Regions from separate parts of the Astyanax mexicanus genome. Here region 2 is linked to region 1. A link is a contact called in public Hi-C data. All regions are on one chromosome and are shown on one strand. Each heading gives the region's core, a stretch centred on a gene start, on an enhancer-like site or on the middle of the called end of the contact. The rest is flanking DNA. Distances are from core to core; before and after follow the strand shown.

What was found. A called contact is a pair of places that touch in the nucleus more often than the background predicts.
Region 2: a Hi-C map of muscle shows a contact between it and region 1, with 12 times the contacts expected there. The contact joins the enhancer-like site here to the promoter of ndfip1l in region 1. A contact is called at or near these places in 2 of 3 Hi-C or Micro-C datasets (both in muscle).

Annotation. Positions count from the first base shown.
Region 1 is chr17:20,523,522-20,526,698 of AstMex3_surface, reverse strand. It overlaps ndfip1l (Nedd4 family interacting protein 1, like), which reads right to left and starts at 1,597. Exons shown (of 9, transcript XM_007247020.4): 1 at 1,418-1,597; 2 at 1-12. The coding sequence starts at 1,447. It overlaps endou2 (endonuclease, polyU-specific 2), which reads right to left. Exons shown (of 7, transcript XM_007247022.4): 7 at 3,080-3,177. The coding sequence ends at 3,159.
Region 2 is chr17:20,681,228-20,684,769 of AstMex3_surface, reverse strand. No RefSeq gene overlaps it. Among protein-coding and RNA genes, the nearest start is that of fgf1b, 9.1 kb to the left of the region's middle. Within about 2 kb of position 1,974, the one cell type or tissue checked has an H3K27ac peak away from gene starts, as active enhancers do.

The sequences.
Region 1 (3,177 bases), core at 348-2,847:
TTCATTGGGCAACTTGGGAGAGATAAACAATTTGTTGACATGTTTAGATCTTCTTTTTTTTTTAATATTGTGATATTATTTTAGGGTCGTTTCGTCCATTTTAAAGGCTAATTGGAATTACATTATGGTAAGGCTGGCTGATATTGTACAATATATTGATATCTGATATTGTATCTCGGTATTCTTCAAATATATGAATGATTACACTTTTTAGTTCTTACATGTTATTTTTTATTTGTAAACAGACATCACCATTAAGTGATTTTGTGATGCTATTGTTTCCTTTACATTCAATAAAAAGAAATTACAAATAGTATGCAGATGCCTTCAACCCGACATGCTGCTTTTTTCTTATTAAACACAAGACAATCATAACTTCCTTAATATTTAGTTAAGGGAAAGAGTAAAATATGAAAAAATACTGTCACTTAAAAAAAATGCTCCATCAGAATCAATACGATTAAACAGTTATTCGTTTAATCAGATTGATCTGTTTAAAGTCCCAGCCTTACATTAAGGATTAAGGATATGTGGAGCTGATATTATGACAAGTCAGGATGACTTCACAGATCTGTTTATTAATATAATGATTAGTAGTAATGTTTTTTACAGCTGACAACCGACATGACAAACTCTACTCTATTAGTTAGTAAAAACAACACAACAGTACTAAGTTAGGACCTGTAGTTTTAGCTGGTGTCATTTTAAGATATGAACATCTTGCCATAAGAATTCATAACCTAGATTATACCCAATATCTAAAACTCGCAGCAAATTAACATTTAACTAATAATACACCGCGCTGTGTAGAGGACGTGGGTTAGCCACCTCTAGCGATGTGTTTCTGAATGGAATGATAGCTGAGCATCTCTGTCAGGTAAATAAACCAGTTTAAAATCAGAATAACAACCAAAAATAACCTGTAAGAAAACTGTAATGAAGTAAATGCGTTCCGTTTCACAGCAGAAAGTTTAACTAAGCTACTTCATAGTGTATTAAACTGGCTGATCTAATGGGACTAACGGAAGCTATCTAGCCGTTAGCTCATTAGCTTGCTAACCTGGTAAGCTAGCTTAGCTAACAACATAAACACACCGGAAACTCCTCGCTATGGCTCTGGCCCGTAAGAACAGTCTTATTACGGTTACTGTTAAGTTAACTTACTTAATTCACTGCCGTTTGTCTGAGAAAACAACGAGGGATAGATAAACTGTTTTAGCTGTATCAGCGAACTAAAACAGACAGCCGTTCTATCTTTCCCCATGTGTCTTTAAATGGACACATAGCCTGACCCAAAACAAACAGGCCTTCGATCTGAGCCACAATCCCCGGTGTTTCCTAAAGTTGCTCCACGCCGCTAGTGACTCCCGAGTCGGTGTCTCATCCAGCGGCTGGCTCTTCACAGTTCGCCACTCACCTGCTGATATCGGCCGCTGGATTCCGCCATGCTCGGAAAGCTCGACACGACGCGGAGAAAAATATTCACAACACAAACAATTCAGCCCGCAGATCAGGCTACCAAATTATATAACTTTACTGTGCTCTTATCCGCGTCCGCCCCTCCACGGTCACCTACTTCCCGTAATACAGCAGCGCCACCACACGGCCACCCGGCCGGAAAAACACAGCCAAAGGACTTGATTCGAATCTTTTCTTTAAAAAAATATTCTAACTACTTAAAAAAAAGATTCGCATGTTTTTAGAAACTGGTTCAAAGTCATTTTAAAATATTTAAATATTTTCCGAAACTGATATGAACAATCCTTTTTTTTGTTTTTGCCTTTTTAAAGATTTAAATATTTTTCAAAACTGATCCAAACTCATTTTTTAAGATTCAAATCTAAAAAAAAAACTACTTTTAAATATATATAAATAATTCAAAAATTCATTCAAACTGCTTCTTCAAAAGATTTAAATATTTTTCGAAATGAACTCATTTTTAAAGTTTCAAAACTTTAAACTCAAATTACTTTACTTTTTAAAATATTTAACCATATTTAAAAAGATTAAAATATAAAAAAACTGATTCAAACCACTGCTGCAAAAGATTTAAATATTCTCATAAACTGATATGAACTAAAGTTTCAAATCTTCTTCAAAACTGATTTGATACACCTTAAAAAATATTCAAATTTTTTTTTCAAACTAATTATTTTATTTGTAGATTCAAAAAATTGTATAAGCTTTTAAAATACTGTAAAGATAAAATAGACATACAACAGCATTACTGCTAGTTTTGTCCCAAGCTGAGAGAACATGAATGAAACCAAAGAAAACAACCAAACAAATAAAAACTAGTCAACTATTGTGAGCTAAAGCACACAAAAAAAACAGGTGTTGGAATCTAACTTCTGACCTGGTGCATCTAGACAATAGATTGGGCAATGTTCTGAGGATTTGTGATACAATGGTACAGTGTGTTACCATAGTGCATATTTAGAAGTATTTTGATAGACTAAAACCATCATATCTGTTTAATTAAAGATTATGGTCTATATAAAGACAGTGAGTTCACTTGTCTCCACTTTATTTGGGTAAGCCTGTGATTTCTATATTGTAAGAGGTTTGAAGCGTCACAAAACTGAATTCCAATTATGTTTTCTCATTTTAAAAAAGGTAAGAAACATTTTGCCGGTACATGTCTGGAGTTCTGTGTGGAATTATATCAAGTTTTACTTTTTTCCTCAGCAAGAAATAAACTTGAATACATCTTTATCTAAATGGATGTAGAGATAAGTAATATGTTCCTAAAGATAAACATTTAGATATGTTTCTGATATGTTTCTCATCCCTAAAAATAGTTATAAAATTGAACTTCAGTAGGATCATTGTGTACCAAAAACTGAATACAGTTTTATGACAAATGGAAACATGTCACTTTACACCGTATGTAACTTTAGAAGCGTGTGTTTCACAAAAATAAGAAAATCCCAAATTCTAGACAACAGAATAGTACAAATGCTGCACTTTCCTATTATGCCTCCTGTACATTTTGTGAACGTATTTGCAAACATCCATGTATCTCTTATTTGAAAGCTTAAACAAATAGACAGAATACTAAAGAAGAACAGACACTAAATAGGAATGGTCTATTTATTGTTTTTTAAAACTTTGGATAAAAATATAAAATGCAATGGCTCCACAAAAGACCCATAATCTCATTGTACGGCCTGGTAT
Region 2 (3,542 bases), core at 725-3,224, 160 kb before region 1:
AAAATTACATTTCTAAAGATCTTAGACTAACTACAAACAAAATAGTTTACACATGGGTGAAAATTGCTTACAGTTTTGTGCCTTTTGATAGTGTTGTAGTCAAGACTGCTACAGATGAGTCAAGACTTTTAATAACCCGGTGAAGAAAAAAAATTGAAAAATGTCAAATTGATTTTACATTTCGTTATTACGATTAGTTACGATATTATATATTTTCTAACATATAGCATTAATCAATATATAGAACAAAAGTTCAGTTTCTAATTCACTTTACTTTAGACGGAAGCATTGGACTCGAGACCAGACCAAGACTGCTCGTTTATGGTCTTAATACTGGTCTCGATTGCAAGACAGGATTCAATAACTACAACACTACATTCCAGATATACTTATGTATTATTGGAGACCATTGAAGTAGAACTATTTAATTAGCATTCTGATCTCCAAAAGAAAAAACATACTTTTTATGTCTTACATTGTCATAAGAATGTTCAAAATTCTCCTAAAAAAACTGTATTCTCTTCTTCTTGCCAGTTATTTTATTTTATTTTTTTCATTCTTTGCATTTATCAGAACATCTAACCAAAGCCATTTCAGTGTAAGTATGAAAATTCACAGAAAAACAGAGCAGGTAAGATTCACTATAAAATTAAAATGGTTATTTTACACAGAGACAAGGTTTCCCCTCATAGACAAGAACATTTTAACTGGACAAAGAATCATTTAAACATTAAAATGATTGTTTGATTTTCCATAGTTTCCAATTACAACATTGTTCTTGCTTTCTGTGATCACTGCTATTATTGAACAGGTACTGGGTGTAACCAATATGAATTAATAAATATCTGCTGTACATTTTTCGGACCTAGAAATAGCTTTAGTAGCTACAATAAAGAATATTGTAAAAGAAATTACTGCTAAATTATATATTATAAATTATAAAATCAGTATCTAATGAAAATGCATTTAGTAGCTATTGTAAATTAATTAGTAACTTATTTATAATTTGTTATTTATGGTACATTATTAAGTAACTACTGTAAATGGATCAGTAGCTGCTATAAATTAAATCATGGTATTTTATTATTCAGTAACTGCATAAATAAACAGTACTTTAGATATATGTATTTTAATTGGCTAAGATTAAGAATGAGCTCTTTTTTATTTTTACAGTGTTTGGCTGCAAGTAGCAGCTTTTAAATTATTTTAATAGTAACAATGGAGCAGAAATGAAAAAAAAAAAAAAAACAGAAAACAGAACAATATAAAGAGTGACTTTAATTTAAGAAAATATTTAAAGTAATAGCCTACATACATAAAGTGCATTAAAGCTTTTAATTTCAAACTATAATTTTCCATGAATATGTACGTTGCAAACTATCACAATACAGGTGATTTTTTTGTTCATAAGTTATTTATAAGTGTATACAGTATTTATTTGTTTTTTTATTAGTTTAGGTTTGGGTGTGTCCAACTTTATTTAAAAAGTGCACTGGTTGCAATAGTTAAAACACATGTTATACACCCCCAGTCCACACGGTGGCAGTGTTGTATCTCAGTATTTGCTGTAGGTGCGGTTTTAACATCTCTAAATCATGTATTTCTGACCATTGCTCTGTAAACAGAGCAGCTGAAAAACCTTCACCCTGTATCTTATTGATTTGTCCCGCTGTGCCCTTTCGGGTTCATTCAGATGTTACAGCAGTGAGACCCGGTTTGTGGCCTTTTTCCGTTTGATCCTATTTCACTGCATGAGCCAAGCTGGTGCCACTGACCTCAAATCAGAGCAGATTAATGAAAGTGTCAAATCCATTTTGGTCATGTGGTGTAAAGCTGGAGTCTAATTCCAGACCACAGAGAACATTTTACAGTTGCTTTATGCTTCTAATGCCCATATATAAAGCAGGGGGTGTGTTAAGGTGGCAGTATGGCAGCTAAGACAAATGGCCAACGGCAGCAGCGGCTGTGGGAAATGAGCCCCCCTACTGCAAACCAATCAGAGGAGTGTGCTGAATCACAAGTAGAAGGTTATTTCAAGCCCATTATCAGACATGTGTCGGGGTTTTTGGCTTTATAGAGACACAAGAAGCTTATCGACTCAAACAGACAGATGGACAAACTGCATATCCACCCACACATTCCCCCAAATGCCTCTTAAAACAGAGAAGTATGTTGAGATCTTACAGCAACATATGCTGAGTTCAAAGAAGAACGTCCATACAGTACATATTTCAACAGACAATGCAAAACCACATGCCACAATGTAAAGTCTGCAATAGATAAATGGTAAATCCATTACACCAGATAATGTGAAACAAACCACAGAATGCTACTGGTTGCTATCATACACAGTACACAATACACAATACACAATTTAGGCCTGTACCTGTTACGTTAAAGGTCTAGGCCACCCAAAAATCTTGCCCAAAAAATAATTTACTTCATATTCCAGAATTTTTTTTTTATTCTGGGGGCACTGAGTTGCCCAGTGGTCTAAAGCGCTGCCACTAACGCTAGTTCGAATCTTAGTCATGCAGCTTGCCATCAGCTGTCGGAGCCCTGAGAGAGCACTATTGTCCTTGCTCTTTCTGGGTGGATAGATGGCACTCTTTCCCCTTATCACTCAGAGAGTGATGTCAATCAGCACCAGGAATCTGTGAGCCAATGTATCGGAACCGAGTCGCTCATGCGTCACCGAGTCGGTGATGCTGCATCAGCAGCAGTTTGGAAAGAGGCGGTGGCTGACTTCACATGTATCGGAAGAGGCATGTGCTAGTGTTCACCCTCCTGGTGTTGTGGCATCGTCTGTGAAGGGGGATGGATACTGTAAATGTATTGTAATGTTTAACATTATAGGTAAGAAGGATATATATATATATATATATATATATATATATATATATATATATATATATATATAAATATTTTGACCCCCCTAAACTATAGTTTTTACCCCTTTTAGGAAGGTTCACCGCCACCCTACGTGAATTATCATATTAGAAGTGTACTGTCAGGCTCAAAACCTTCCCCAGCCTCCCCCAGCCTAAACTATTGATACAGGCAGGTTTAGTCCATCAAATCCTGACCCTAGCATCTTTAAGCTTCATAAGAAATCAAGATTTAGATCAAGATCTATCAGACCAGGCTACGCTTTTCTACTATTCAGCTGTTCAGTGCTGGTATGCCTGTGCCAACTGCAGCCTAAGCTTTCCGTTCTTAGCTGAAAGAAGTGAAAACTGACATGGTAATTCCTAGAAGAATCACTGATAGCACATTTGTCCTCATTTTAATGGTTTTTGTGATGAATATCCAAATCATTCATAACCAGTGTTGGGAAGTAACGGATTACATGTAACGGCGTTACGTAATCAGATTACAAATTATGAGTAACTGTAATCCGTTACAGTTACTGCTTCAGTAAATGGTAATCAGATTACAGTTACTCTGCTAAAATAAATGGATTACATTGCGGTACTTTTCTATTTTTGGTCTTCCAATCCAACACTGACAAAACGCAATCACATTCACATAAATCACGACAT